Regions from separate parts of the Mus musculus genome. Here all the other regions are linked to region 1. A link is a contact called in public HiChIP or PLAC-seq and promoter capture Hi-C data. All regions are on one chromosome and are shown on one strand. The core of a region is the stretch at or near the end of the contact, and the rest is flanking DNA. Distances in the headings are between cores, read along the strand shown. Region 1 holds the start of Uso1 (USO1 vesicle docking factor). Region 2 holds the start of Cxcl1 (chemokine (C-X-C motif) ligand 1). Region 3 holds the start of Epgn (epithelial mitogen). Region 4 holds the start of Ccni (cyclin I). Region 5 has its middle 29 kb from the start of Areg.

Region 1 (2,879 bases), core at 137-2,636:
TGCCCCACAAAGAGGGAAAGGGCATACTAAAGCAAGAGAAACATGTTGAGTATTTGAGGGACACTGGCGCTTCAACCCTAACAGGTGTGTCTGCCAAACTAAGGAGTTTGGATGTCATTATATAAACCGGGGAACCACTGGAGGATTCTAACAAGAGGACTGACATACTTCCTCTTGGGCTCACCCAAGGGTGTACTGTGGGAAGCCAGGGCTGGATGTAGACAAACTAGTTAGGAGCCTACTGCTGTAATCTCAGTGTGGAAGAATCTGAGAAATATTCCTGCACACCATACACTCAACATTGGACAGGTGAAGGAGGAAAGCCGGAGTCTTCGGATTCCTCCTTACAGACTAGGGGATTATTTGGGTAGAGGTACTACTGAGCACGCTAGGGCACACCGTGGAAGCATACTGATTTCTTTTTAGAGGGAGTCTGGGGGAGACATAGGTCTTAATCGTCACATCTGAGACCTATGGGGAATTGAAACCAAGAGAGGCATGAGTCAGTTGGTTTACTAGACTCCCTTTCAGAGTCAAGAAATTTGCAAAACCATGTGTACCTGGCAGCCTCATTTGGAAAGAACAAGTATAGCGATTTGGAAATATGACATTCTGCTTGCTAAAACCATTGAAAACGTAGAAATTAAGAATTAATTTTAAAAAGGGGGGCATTATGCTACCAAAATGACACAATGGAACAATTTATTTCCAACCTCTTATTAGAGATAAACGAAGGGGGTTACTTCTCACACTTGAAAATGAGCGGAGAACCTGGTGTTTAGATCAAGGAATTCTTTTTAGCGGGGCTGAGGAGCAAGAACTTAGAAACGCGCCCTCGAGTGGTAGTGGAATGAGGGGTCTCTAGCACCCCCTTTACCACCAAACAAAGCCCTGGGTAGAAATGCAATTTGCGAGGATCAAAAGGCCACCTCGCTCGTACCGCTTAACCGAAAGAACCATACGAATCTTCCAGGGGACAGGACACCCTTCTCCCCCTTACCTGTCACGCCGGCCAAAGGAAAATTTCACTTTCGACTCAACAAAAATAAACCCTCAGGTTTGACAGCTTGCAGTCCGTCCCGCTCTCGGCGACAAAACACCTACCAGCCGATGCTCCTAGTCTAATCAGAGCCTCGGGAGCCGACTGGGCAGGGCTGCGACCACGTGGGTGACCGCGGCCAGCAGCAGCAAGCAGCGCAAGGAGGAGGAGGGGGCGTGCCCAAGTGGTGGGAGGCCTGCTGGTAGGCGTGGCCTGTGGGGCCGGGCAGGTGGGCGTGGCCTGCGGCCCGGGGCTCCCTCCTCTCCCCTTTTGCCTTCGCCCTTCGAGCCGCCACGTAACGCCACGTCCCCGCGCATGCGCACCGCGGCTGGTGTCCGCGGCTGTTTCCGGGCTCGGGGGGCCGGAGAGGCTGCTGAGTAGGAGGCGGCGGTGGCGGAGGCCGGGGAGTGCGGAGAGCCGGCTCGGGGGCTAGGCCCTACGGGGGGCGGGGGGCGGTCGTGTTTTCTTTGGCAGAGGGGCTGGTGAAGCCGGCGGCTGAGCGACAAGATGAATTTCCTCCGTGGGGTGATGGGGGGTCAGAGTGCCGGACCCCAGCACACTGAAGCCGAGACGGTGAGCGCAGCGTCGCCGGGCCGGGCTGGGGCCGGGCTGGGTGGGTGAGATCGGGGCGTCTACGCCGCTCCCGTCGCCTGCCTTCTTTCCTTCCCCCTGCTCGGACGCGCGAGCTCCCCACGCGGCGGTGCAGCCCGGGCCGTGGTGACAGGAGGGCTTCGGGGACCCGGCACGGCGACGGACCGCGCGGCCCCTCCCTCCTTCCCTTTAACCTGTCGGCCGGCCAGCCTCGGTGCCGGCTGAAACCCGGCTCTACGGGGCTGGAAGGAAGTTAAGACCCAGCTGTTGGCGAAGGCTTGTGGCTAAGAATAAAACGATATTCTTGGGGCACAATGCCACCTGTTCCTGCCCCATCAGCTGTAAGAATGGGCGTTTGCCTAGGGTTGGTGGTTCAGACCCTACTTTTCAGGTTCACCCAAATGTGTCATGGGGCAATACTTACTCCTCTTGCACGCTGTAGTGATCTGCGCGCTAACCACTCTAGGGACTCTTCTGCTCTATTGGTGACATGATTTGTTAATGTTTTTCTTTTTTAATTATTAAGACATGGAAAACCGGCATTTGATTTTATGTTTAGGATACACTTCCTGGGAAGTTTGCAGAGCCAATTGGAAACTGCTGTGGATGGCTTACCTGAGAAAAATGAATTTAGATATACAGAAAAAAAAAAAAACCGCGTGTGACATTTTAAAGACAAACTTTGGGTAGTTGTCATAGCTCTGTTTTGTGGATTCAGAAGGGTCATAAAATAGGACCTGCAAGATAGGATGGAGTCTTTACTAATGAAGAGAGAATTAAAGTAACTTGACCAGAATCTTGGAGCTAGAATTTACTACGGGGGAAACTAAGAAACTAAGCTTTCTGCTAAGCTTAGACTTGATTGCTGATCCCGGGTTTCAGTTGTTAGCTGGCCCTTTTGGAAATAAGATTACCCACATTAATTAAGTTAGGATTACGTTAACTAACGAATGTAGTGTACTAATGTAGTTAGTGTAGTTTACGCATGTAGTTAGTACTGAGGGAGATGGAGGAGGCCTAGGACTGAATCCAGGGCCTGATTACATGGAGGGCAAGCATTCTGCCACTGAGCCAGACTTCCCACCAGGTTACAACGGAGCTGAAGGCTGTCACATGTGTTGTTTTTGAAAATCAGATCTCCTCTTCCCCCAATACCTGGCTTCCCTTGTTCCTCCCCACATGGCAACAAGGCTGCTGTTATTGGAAAGCCAGGGACTTTAGCTCACCACAGTCACAGCCCATCTCTTTA
Region 2 (2,879 bases), core at 120-2,619, 1.2 Mb before region 1:
TTGGCTTTCTTTTACAGATGAGAAACATACTTGAGGTTGGAGAGATTGCCAGTGACCATTGCGTGGGGACTCGTTGAAGCTGAAGTTTTAATCCTAATAGTCAGGCTGCCTCTGTAGCTCCACATGTAGAGTACACCCAGACCAAGGGTTTCTTACATGATAGCTCCAGTTCTCCCTCACAGAGACATAGAATCAATGGATGTTCAGCTAGGATCTACATTCAAATACCAACAATGACAAAAACAAACACAAACAAACAAACAACAATAACGACAACAATCTGGAGACCTAAGACTGCATTCAGGCAGATTCTGAAATTGTTTAAATAGAGAGCAACAAATATGTCAGTAATTATCTAAGTCTGGTGTATTGGCTCCTGAGTCTAAGAAGCACTTGGAAGGTGGGAGGAGAAGGCTTGGAAGTTCAATAGCTAGTTCTAGGTAACCCTGAGTAGTAATTAATAATAATAATAATAATAATAATAATAATAATAATAATATTCAAAGACTCAGTTTTACAATACAGATAGATTCAGATAGCATGAAAATAGTTGTACAAGTAGACTAATAGTTATATAAAGCCATAGCCCTTTGCTGTTAGACTGGTGCTTGTGACATCTGTGGCCTTTTATATCTAGGAACCCCCTCCTCAGCCCAGAAAAAAACCCACAGCTTTCCCGTGGACTTTCCTTAGTCAAAACAAAATATGACCTGCTATACAGCAGGGTAGGGATGCTTCAGGAACCACACCGGGAGTTCGGACTTTCGGGAAGTTCCCAAGCTCAAAAAACAAAGAGGAGATTGCTACAGCATTCTAAAATAAACAGGGACCTAACCTTGACAGTGATCTTTCTCCTCACCCTCTTCACATGCCTCCCTGATACAAACCACCAACTGTGATTTACCACAAAAACAGTTGGCAAAAGCAAACCACCTCACGTGGGATAAGAGAGGGTAGATGTCTTTTTAAAGAATGCGTTAATCTGCCACACTCAAAAAACAAGACAAGCTTCCATCCCCGCAAATCACTGTAGTACACCAAGTGGAATCCTAGGTGGCGTGGCGCCCACGTGCACATAACGCGTGTGACCCACCTCGCCCTGAGCACTGGAGACTCTGAAGTCTCACTACTCCTCCCCCCCCCAACCCCCCAGCCGTCACTTGTCCAGCGAAGCACGTCACTCCCTCCCCTTTGGGACTTTGGGGCAAAAAGCAAAAATCCCAGAGTCTAATCCTTGGGAGTGGAGCAAGGGGGAGGAGCGATGTCCTTTCCGGTTGCAGGGAAACACCCTGTACTCCGGGAATTTCCCTGGCCCGGAGCTCTGGAGTTTCGAGCATAAAAGGGGCTCGCGGGAGCCCTAGAGCTCCACAACAGGACTCAGAGCCTCTAACCAGTTCCAGCACTCCAGACTCCAGCCACACTCCAACACAGCACCATGATCCCAGCCACCCGCTCGCTTCTCTGTGCAGCGCTGCTGCTGCTGGCCACCAGCCGCCTGGCCACAGGTAGGTCTCGCCACTGCCACTGGGGGAGGAGGGACCTCTGGTGAGCGCAGCCTCCCACAGTCCCGCTGACCAAGAGTCTTCTCCCATAGGGGCGCCTATCGCCAATGAGCTGCGCTGTCAGTGCCTGCAGACCATGGCTGGGATTCACCTCAAGAACATCCAGAGCTTGAAGGTGTTGCCCTCAGGGCCCCACTGCACCCAAACCGAAGTCATGTGAGTATCTTCCCGGTTAGCTTCTGCCACTTCCAGACTCGCCCAAACCCTCCCGCGCCCCCACACTTCTCCTAGTGGGAATGCCTAACATGTGGGTCTATCCTTCTCTCTGCAGAGCCACACTCAAGAATGGTCGCGAGGCTTGCCTTGACCCTGAAGCTCCCTTGGTTCAGAAAATTGTCCAAAAGATGCTAAAGTGAGTTGTGACTTGTGTTTGTACCCGAGACTAGAGTCAAGGGTGGGAGTACTGGCATATGACCCCTGAACGTTAATTCTATCAAGGAAAGTCTGTGTTTATCAGGAGGTCGGAAAGTTGTGGTTATTATTTTGGTAATTGACCTTAATTTGAGATCATTAATTGGTTCTGATGCTAGAGAATTGTGTCCTCTTGGACACAATTACTATTGTATATTACACAATTACTATTGTGTATAATTATTACCACACTCAAAACCCCTATGCAAATGGTCAGTGGCAACAGTTCCTAAAAGATGGAGAAGTCGCCAATAGCCTTTAAAAGTCTCCTTAGGGGCTGGCAAAGCATGCCCGAGCCTTCTTTTGCCAGTGAGATTTCCCTGAGTTCAAGGCTAAGGTCTCTGTGAATGTTACATAATTTATTGAATTTAAGCCAAGTAGGGGAGATAATAGCAGCTATATCACAGAGTTGTGAGTGAGAGAGGATTAAAGTCACACTTGTAAATTAACCCATGCTGAAGTAGGTTTTTGTTTGTTTGTTTTTGTTTTTGTTTGTTTTTGTTTTCCAAGTCAAGTGATTGACTCCACAGGAACCGACAGTACAGAACTCTGGGTGCAAGTGTAGACATGTAGAAAGCCCATCTGGAGCCTCAGGGGCTGGAATAAAAGAAGAAAGGCTTTGATGACTATTTGTAACAATGACTCTTTTCTGATTGCAGAGGTGTCCCCAAGTAACGGAGAAAGAAGACAGACTGCTCTGATGGCACCTGTCTGGTGAACGCTGGCTTCTGACAACACTATACAATTTCTTTTGAGGGTCCTATTTATTTATGTATTTATTTATTCCACAAAGTGTGTGGTTTTTATTTTACATTAATATTTAACAGTGTGGATACATTTCATCGATGGTAGTTCAGTTCTGCTTGTTCAGTTTAAAGATGGGTAGGCTTAAAATATTTCATTAAA
Region 3 (2,879 bases), core at 146-2,645, 1.1 Mb before region 1:
GGTGCTAAGACAATTCTTTAACTTATAATTCAACTATTATTTTCTTGTGAAAAATAATGCCCAGAAATTGATGTACTAAATAGTACTTTAAGATCATAAAACTAGAGCTACAGTGTGCAGACACAAGAAAGGCAAGTGGTACATATTCCTTTAGCTTTGAAGTGATGACTCTTGTGGTAAGTGATTGCCCAAGCTGTAATGAGTGCAGCAAGCTCATGCTTGTGTAATTTCTAAAGCCAAATTCTTATTTAAATACGGAAAGGGATCTTTTCTGATAAATCTAATTTGCTTGGTGGACATGATTCACACGGTAACCAATTTTGAACAAGTTTTCAAGGTTCAGAAAATATAAGCAGATAAAACTCCAGGTAGAAAGGCATACCACTTCAGCAAACTATATTCATATTCAAAGTTATTTAGGGCAGTTAAAATTTACAAGTAACCCCTACAGTTTAAACAAAAAGGCATAGGCATAATTACATATTTGGGCTTTTGTAATCTCATTTTAATCATTACTGGGCCAACAGTAAAAATAAAACCTTGAGTTTGTATGCAATTAAGACTAGCTGCTCATTAGATTTAGCCAAACTAGAGGCTACCTCAATGAAAAATTTGTAATGGCTATTACCACCATACATAGGTTCAATATTATTAATATATTGATTCTCTGCAGCCTACCATGAGGACAGACTTAAGCACTGTTGATCCTAGAGCTTAGCAGTTCATCTGATTTCTTTATAAGGCATTAAATGCCAGAATGACATAAAGGTTAATGTTATAGTATTAGAAGTAATTTTATTTAATTAATAAACTTTATCACACATCCAACTAATTAACAAAAATAAAAATGAAATAAGAAACATGTTTTTTTAAACCAAAATTGTGTTCTTATTTATAACCATATGAACAAAGTATTTTTAAAATATGCTTAGGACCTTTTTCAGTGGCCATAATGGAAGGTAAGCGGGGCAGCATCAGAGACTTTCACAGACCCTACCAGATTATCTTGTCTGCTGTTCTGCAGGGATCTTGGCTGTGATCCTTCATAGTCTACTAGAAAAGCTGTGGTTCAGTTCACAGCAGCAGGGAATTTTCCACATTTGCATTCATTTTTTAATTTTAAGAACGTTGACATGGACAATTATGCCCACAGGTGACAGGAAACCTGTGTTTCAAGAGAGAACTTGATCACATCTCTAGATAACCTAGGTATCCTAAACAAGTGTGCGAGTGCCCGCAGGCTTCATGCTGCTGCCAGGAGCACATAGTTTTTGGATTGGTAAGAACAGCCAGATGACGCTTCGTGAAATATAAATGGAAGAAAGACTCAGAGAGTGCAATAAAAACCCTCCACCCTTCCGTCTAGGAGGACCAGAGAAAGAACTTGAGCAGCTTCAGAATATGGCTCTGGGGGTTCTGATAGCAGTCTGCCTCTTGTTCAAAGGTGCGTAATTCCATTTTTGTTACCTTTGTCCCACCTTACAATGGGAAGATTTAGTTCTCTGGATTCAGAGTTGTTCCCCGGCAATGATCAAAACAAGGAACGTGTGGATTAATTATGTTTTTAGAGAATACATGTCTCTCTCTCCCTCTCCCTCTCCCTCTCCCTCTCCCTCTCCCTCTCCCTCTCCCTCTCCCTCTCCCTCTCCCTCTCCCTCTCCCTCTCCCTCTCCCTCTCCCTCTCCCTCTCCCTCTCCCTCTCCCTCTCCCTCTCCCTCTCCCTCTCCCTCTCTCTCCCTCTCCCTCCCTCTCCCTCCCTCTCTCTCTCTCCCTCTCCCTCTCTCTCCCTCCCTCTCCCTCTCTCTCCCTCCCTCCCTCCCTCTCTCTCTTTTCTCTCTCTCAAAGAAGCCTGAAGTGTTTACTTTTCATAATTGAAGCACACTTGATAACAGCTACTGCCCTACAGTAAGCTGTGCGTGGTGATTAAATGAGTTATGTAAATACATGAACTTTCTCCTGAGAATGAGTGTATTTCCTTGTTCCATAATTGTACTCTTGTCAAGGGGACAGCTAAAAAGTACTCTGGAACTGCCCTTGTCAGGTTCTGGATCTCAGTGGAAACAATGAGTTAGAACCAGAACAGAAGATGGGAACCCCAGGATAAGAGCCACTTTGGGTCTGTCATTCATAGACAAACGAAGCTCACGTGTGACAGATGTTCTTCCTCCTCTACCACAGCAATGAAGGCAGCACTGAGCGAAGAAGCAGAGGTGATCCCTCCTAGCACAGCACAGCAGAGCAACTGGACATTTAACAACACCGAAGGTATCTTCTTCCCCCTTTATTTCAAGGGACTTCTTTAAAACTTTTGACAGAACGTTGCGTTTGATGGAGAACATTTGAAAATTTTTAACTAAAATTTTTTAGATAATCAGCTATTTCAGAGAGATGATGATGCTAAACTGAAGTGATAGGTAGGTGTGCCTGCCAAACACTGCCTTTCTTTCTTTCTTTCTTTCTTTCTTTCTTTCTTTCTTTCTTTCTTTCTTTCTTTCTTTCTTTCTTTCTTTCTTTCTCTCTCTCTCTCTCTCCCTTCCTTCCTTCCTTCCTTCCTTCCTTCCTTTCTTTCTTTCTTTCTTTCTTTCTTTCTTTCTTTCTTTCTTTCTTTCTTTCTTTCTTTCTTTCTTTCTTTCTTTCTTAAGAGAAAGAAGTGAAGCAGGGATGAGAAAACCTGCCTATCTTCCACTACTCTTCTAAATGTGAGCCCTGCCATGGGTTCTGCTGGGATTCTGCTTGACTTCCAATGACCCTTTTATACTGGGTATAGTTGAATATGCTTTGACATTCTGGAGGAGAGACATTGTATTTTGATCTGGAGCAGGAAGCTTGGTAGCCACAGAAATGACAAGAAGCGGTGCTTTTCTCCATCTTCGGGAAGG
Region 4 (2,879 bases), core at 217-2,716, 1.1 Mb after region 1:
CTCTTAATTTTTAAGAATTACTTGACCAGAATAAACAAATACTCTTGGCTTTTAACCTAACCCTTTTTTTAACCCCTTTTAAGACAGGGTACATACATATATGTATGTGTGTGTATGTCTCCATCCCTAGCTGTCCAGAAAGTTTCTAGGTTTACCAGGCTGCTGTTCAAACACTCAATGGCTCTTCACTGACAAAGTGAAACGTAAGTATTTTACTTTGCTATTCTAAGACCTTCAGTTGATCCATTTACCTCGTTGATCTATTTACCTCACACTTTCCACGAATTTACTACACAATGTTCAACTTCTGCCTAAATGACCTGCGGTGGAGCAGGCTAACTCTGCAGAGAGCATTTAGCTCTTGCAAAATTCGGCATTTTTCTGTCCTTTATGATGCAACTCAGTTCCCTCACCTCTCTAGTTTCCTCCACCGGCCCAAGCCCTAGACGACGTTACACTCCCGCGCGCGGTGTGTGGGTGGCGGGGGGGGGGGGGGGTAGGGCAGAGGAAGATAACTATTGGCTTGACATTCACAATACTCTGCCCGGTAAATTATGTTCGGTGGTCACGAGGGATCGGTGGCTTCTGTGGGTGGGGGTGTGTCACCTTCTTTATTAGCACTGGCTCGCGGAGCCTGGAACTGGCACCCCAGTCGGTGACGGGCTGTGGCTACAAGTTACTTGGGGACCAAAAAAAAAAAAAAAAAAGAAAAAAAGGCCGGGCTCAAAGGAAACCCACGCAGCGCTGCCAGAGACGGCGAGGGGGTCCCCGAGGTGCCCAGGAAAGGTTCGCCGAGGGGACCGGTCCTCGGGGGAGCGGCGCGCGCCCCCGCGAGCTCCCACTCCAGCGGCGCGCACGGCGACCGCGCCGCGCCCCCGCCCTCACCTTCTTCTTCTCCTCCTCTTCCTCCTCCTCCTCCTCCCCGGCAGAGCTGTAGGCCTCACAGTGGTGACGCGGGGTCATCCGGGGGCCCGTTACCACCTCATGATCCTCGGCGCGCGGCAGCGGGGCGCGCGGGACCAGGGCCGGGCCGTCTGAGGAGGGAGAAGAGGGCAAACCGGGCCGGCGGGCGCGGGTACTCGGGCGGGACGCACGGCTGCGGCCGAGGGGTCACTCAGCGAACTAGTTCCATGATGACCCTGGGCCCGAGGCCGCCGCCGCCGGTCCCGCTCCTCCGACCGCCGCCGCTGGTGCCCGGGTGAGGAGGGGGCGCCCTCTCGCCATAGGGCGGCGGGGGCCGGGGAGAGGCGCGGGGTGAGGCCGGCTCTGCCCCTGCCCGAGGGAAACGCCTCCGAGGGGAAATGGTGGAAGGGGGGAAGGGGAAAAAAGAAAAGAAAAGGAAGGGGAAAGGGGGAGAAAATAAGAAAAAGCGAGACAGAGGCGCTGGCGCGTCCGCTCGCGGGGGAAGGCTGGGGAGGGAGGAGCGTACGAAAAAGCGCCGGCCGCCTAGCCCCGCCCTCGCGGACTGATTTCGGCCGCGCGTGTCTGTAAACAACGCCAGTGTTCTCGTCTCTTCCTGGCCACCTCCGGTGTCCCACGGACGCATAGGAGAGTTTGAACAAAGACGAACTTCCGTGTCTTATGGACGCACAGGAGAGTTTGAACAAAGACGAGCTTCCGGAGACGACCTGGGGAAGGCGCTGGGACTGGGATGAAAAGGGAAAGTGCATTTTGTGTGCACAAAGAGAAGGAAAGGTGCGCGGACTCTTTTTCCTCGGGCGCGCGGAAGAACCCCCGCCGCCTGTTCGGTGACGTAAGAGGCTTGTTAGCCGAGGAGGCGTGCAGTGGCCGGAGAGTGTGCTGCGCATGCGCCTCTGGAAAGAAAGGAGCCTAGCCTCAGGGAAGGGTTTCTGGGTGAGCGCCTGCGCCCAACCTAGAGTCTCCCAGTGTTTCCCAGCCCAACTTGTCCTTAGCCCTCCTGAACGAATTTATTAGACGTGGATGGAGATCTTTTGTGTAAAGATCACATTCTTTGTTGACCTTACGCAAAATTATGTTGTCCCGTTCCTATTAGTGAGTAAGGACATGCATCTTTTTAACCATCCTGTGGGTGATGGGAGACTGAAGCACTTTAGAATTAAGAAAATTAAGGGGATCATATCCTGCGTGCTTAAGGCTACTTGTAAAAACAGTGGATTAGACTACTGACGGCTTGGCTGTGCGCCAATGGAATTCTAGTCATGAGCCAGTATGTCTAGTATTTCAGGGTCCTGTTTATCACTAACTAGGTCCTTAACGAATGTGAACTAAATGTGTTTTATTTACTTGAGTACTTTTTACTCCAGTTGGTAAATTTTGCAAATCTTACAATGGTTCTACTTATGAAAAGAATGCAGATAGCTTTGGGAAGAAGGGGAGACCTGGAACTTAACCATTTACCTAGTCAAGCATTCATTTTACATCACTGGAAAAAAACAAAAACAAAAACAAAAAAAAAACCCGATCAGGTTTTTACAGAACTGGAATTAGCTTGAAAACAAAAGGCTCCTGTCTTCAAGGAGTTTGCAACTCAGGCACAGAGATACCCATTGATCACTGTATGAAATTACCCAAAAGACTGTTTTACTCTATAGCCATCCCCTCCCCATATGAACTCATGGATGGCCTGGATCTTGTATAGTTTGTTTTATACTGCATTTCTGTATGTGAAAGGCTCTCAGTATTTGATTTCTGACCTCATAAACAAGTGTCAGTAGCAGAAGGATTAAGATGGAAAATTTCAGACCAGTGTGGAAACGCCTTTAACCTGCTCTGGGCTCTCAGTAAAGGTTTCTCTGAGGAAGTGACATTTAAGATGAGTCTTGAAACCACTGGGCAAAGAAAAATATAGGCACAGGAAGCAACATATGGAAAGCACTGAAGCTTACATTGCCTCTGAG
Region 5 (2,879 bases), core at 160-2,659, 1.0 Mb before region 1:
CCTTCCTTCCTTCCTTCCTTCCTTCCTTTCTTTCTTTCTTTCTTTCTTTCTTTCTTTCTTTCTTTCTTTCTTTCTTTCTTTCTTGTGTGTGTGTTCAAGGAAAAACTTTTATTCTAGGACAAATCCAAGAATGAAGCCACAGGTGTGGGTTATAAAACAAGGCCATGTGAATCTGTTGTTTTCAACTTATAACAAGCTTACAAAATGCAACACTGCTTTGAACTTAATATGAATATCCTCTTGTAACTCCCATTTTGTGTAACATTTTATCTGTGAGCTAAAAAAAAAAAAAAAAAAAAAGGAAAAAAAAGAGGAAAATGGCTACACCACTGCATTTGGATGGATGGATGGATGGATGGATGGATGGATGGATGGATGGACAGAGCAGAGCCCCTCCCCTCGAGCCAACAACTCATCATCTTTATTTCTTTTTCTTTGGCTTTTTTATGGACAAAAGCTCATAGAAAATTAGCTCACAGATCATCTTTTTCTATGGAGCAAATTCTACCAGACTCAAAGCCACATCTATGCTGAACTCCCCTTGACCCTGCTGTAGAGATTCCTACTCAGTCTTCATGTAGAAACTGAAGTACTGTGCTTTCTCAGAAGCCTCTCCCAACTCTGACATATAGACTGTTTGAAAGGTTTTCATACCATTCTAAGGTAGCATTTATCACAGTTCATTTGGCTGTTTGGTAAAATTATTTTTTAAAACAACTTAACTAAACTTTCTTTAGTAGGTTCTTTGTGGGTTTTTTATATCACTAATAATTGCACAATATTGTCAGCCAATCAAGGAATGTCATCTGAATGAAATAATTGTCTTGAAAGAACTTCTAGCCAAGGGATATTAAATTATTTACTATATACAATTATAAGTGATTTTGAAATCCCATAATGCCTGATGTTTTTAAAAAACAATTTTTATTAAATCAGTTGTTCTCATTTTGTTGTTAATTACGACTCTCAAGCAAAATCTGGTTATCCAGTCTAGTCCTTCCTGAGGTAAGTGCGATTATTTAGCCATGAACAGGGTGCACTGTTAGTCATGGGAATCCGGATATGTGCCCAGTTTTTATGGATACCCAAGCCCATTTTTTCTCACTGAACAGTTCTCTAGTGTTGGAACCCCTTTAAGAGTCCCTTCCTTCTTGAAGATCTGAGCACTTCTATCTATACTTGGGATTCCTGAGTTTGTTTTTATTGTCTGTTTAGAGGTCTTTGGAAAGAGGCTAAGTCATCCAAATACTACAAATTCAATTAGTAATACTTAAAAGGCCTTTTCTTTCCAGGTTCCAGCTTTGAGACCTTATAGGACAACCCGTGTCTTTGACCACAGTAGCAATGACACAACTATCTCTTTAGCATGCCCCACTGGCCTTGGCACTTGAAGTGCAAGGTTTAGACATGCCTCGGCATGTTCCTTGAGTCTGCTCTCTCTCTGCCCTCCTTCTGGCTTCAGGCTGATAAGACAGCTCTTAACCCTGAGAAAGCTGCATCAGCTATAGAATTTATGACATTATTTGCTTTGAATCAAAGTTCATCGCTTGTTCTGGCATTCCGGATATTGGCTTTGGTTCTTCTAAGTTGTCTTAAGTCTATGCTAAAGTAAACCTCAGGTGACATTTACAGTCTTGATTAACAGGAAACTAATTGTTGAAGTCAGTGAAAGGCAAAAATTCTTTTTGTGTGAAAGTCCACTGTACCTTTGAAGACATGCATAAAACGTGAGTCACCAATGTGAATGAGTTCATTATGTCTCACTGCGATTTTGCCTTTGATTATGAACCTTTTTTTTGAAACAGGATCTTGTAGCTTTTAGCTTACTACATAGCTGAGGATGACCTTAAACTTCTATATTTGTTGCCTTCCTCCATGTGCTGGTCTTACAAGAGGGGGCCACCTCATCAGCTAATGCTGTACAGGCTGAATTTACAACCCAGCTCTAAACATTAACCGATTTACATACAACAATTACATTTATTGAAATCATTGTAGCATTTTAGAACTCTGTTTCTCTGCTTATTTTAGGTTACATCCAATTCTGATATCCCTTGCTTAGATTAAGATGCTATGCCAAATGGGAAGTCAGAAGCTCTACGAAGTGCGGAAACTATATATTTGTCTACACAATCTTCAAGAAAAGGACAGGATTTAAGAAGATTAGAATAACTGAAAGTTCCCAACCTTTTTTCATTAAAAATAATAATGGGCCACAAAGCTCGCTCAGAAGTAGTATGTACGCCGTCATTTAGTTTTTAATTTTTCCAGGCCTATTAGATAAATACGCACTAAGTTAGAGCAATTAGACTTTAATTAGAAGTATAATTGGAACTTCCTGTGTATCTTGTCCGGCACCCCATTGTGATTCAGTGGGCTCAGCCCTTCGGTCAGCTGTAGTCAGTGCTGATGGTTTTGGGCTGGGAGCCAGAATCCTGTGACTGGCAGAGACGGAGAGCCCAGCAGAGGCTGGGTGGCTGGAGTTCTCACTTCCTAAAATGATGCACTGAGCACCTTGTGTGTTCTAGATGTTCATGGTGAGTGAGACATGCCAAAGGCTGCGTGTGCAGTCCTGTCATGGCAGTCACTTGAAGAGCAGGCATGTCCTTCCTTGTCTTAGTTGTGCGGGGACAGATGTGGAGAAGGAAAATGTTTTAGGCATCAGTGGTTCTGTTTCTATAATGGCAACTCTATAAAGAATGTTTGAGAGATGAAAACCTAAGGCCAAGGAGCTCCATCTGGCCTCTGTTTGGCTCCACGGTGTCATAACAGTTAGAGAAGAAGAAAGTGGAAACCATATGAATAAAGGGCCAAATTCTCATTTATTGACAAAAAACTGAGACTCCAAAAGCTCAGCATTCACTTCCCAAAGGCTGTCA

Evidence for each region. Promoter capture Hi-C pulls out the DNA fragments that hold promoters and counts their contacts. HiChIP or PLAC-seq counts read pairs in DNA pulled down with a chosen protein or histone mark.
Region 2: a promoter capture Hi-C map of liver shows a contact between it and region 1, with 2.5 times the contacts expected there. The contact joins the promoter of Cxcl1 here to the promoter of Uso1 in region 1. A contact is called at or near these places in 4 of 39 promoter capture datasets (the 3T3-L1 cell line, cranial neural crest, liver and 1 more) and 1 of 115 datasets of contacts at active chromatin or transcription factors (bone marrow-derived macrophages).
Region 3: a promoter capture Hi-C map of embryonic stem cells shows a contact between it and region 1, with 2.7 times the contacts expected there. The contact joins the promoter of Epgn here to the promoter of Uso1 in region 1. A contact is called at or near these places in 3 of 39 promoter capture datasets (the 3T3-L1 cell line, embryonic stem cells and liver) and 1 of 115 datasets of contacts at active chromatin or transcription factors (pancreatic cancer cells).
Region 4: a promoter capture Hi-C map of pre-B cells shows a contact between it and region 1. The contact joins the promoter of Ccni here to the promoter of Uso1 in region 1. A contact is called at or near these places in 3 of 39 promoter capture datasets (the C10 cell line and pre-B cells), 1 of 484 Hi-C or Micro-C datasets (CD4 T cells), 1 of 115 datasets of contacts at active chromatin or transcription factors (astrocytes) and 1 of 9 other capture datasets (liver).
Region 5: a contact with region 1 is called in a FOXA1 HiChIP or PLAC-seq map of pancreatic cancer cells. The contact joins the enhancer-like site here to the promoter of Uso1 in region 1. A contact is called at or near these places in 4 of 39 promoter capture datasets (the 3T3-L1 cell line, hippocampal neurons, liver and 1 more) and 1 of 115 datasets of contacts at active chromatin or transcription factors (pancreatic cancer cells).

The regions. Positions count from the first base shown.
Region 1 is chr5:92,136,552-92,139,430 of GRCm38.p6, forward strand. Uso1 (USO1 vesicle docking factor) reads left to right here and starts at 1,387. Exons shown (of 24, transcript NM_019490.1): 1 at 1,387-1,612. The coding sequence starts at 1,547. It also overlaps a transcript of G3bp2 not described here.
Region 2 is chr5:90,889,876-90,892,754 of GRCm38.p6, forward strand. It overlaps Cxcl1 (chemokine (C-X-C motif) ligand 1), which reads left to right and starts at 1,370. Exons shown (of 4, transcript NM_008176.3): 1 at 1,370-1,505; 2 at 1,595-1,718; 3 at 1,834-1,914; 4 at 2,633-2,879. The coding sequence starts at 1,436. The coding sequence ends at 2,648.
Region 3 is chr5:91,026,122-91,029,000 of GRCm38.p6, forward strand. Epgn (epithelial mitogen) reads left to right here and starts at 1,396. Exons shown (of 5, transcript NM_053087.2): 1 at 1,396-1,444; 2 at 2,179-2,265. The coding sequence starts at 1,402.
Region 4 is chr5:93,205,029-93,207,907 of GRCm38.p6, forward strand. Ccni (cyclin I) reads right to left here and starts at 1,467. Exons shown (of 7, transcript NM_017367.3): 1 at 886-1,467. 2010109A12Rik (RIKEN cDNA 2010109A12 gene) reads left to right here and starts at 1,490. Exons shown (of 3, transcript NM_029363.1): 1 at 1,490-1,695. The coding sequence starts at 1,652.
Region 5 is chr5:91,108,787-91,111,665 of GRCm38.p6, forward strand. No RefSeq gene overlaps it. Among named protein-coding and RNA genes, the nearest start is that of Areg, 29 kb to the right of the region's middle. Within about 2 kb of position 1,410, at least 58 of the 459 cell types and tissues checked have an H3K27ac peak or open chromatin away from gene starts, as enhancers often do. A contact at or near this core is called in pancreatic cancer cells, where this site is marked.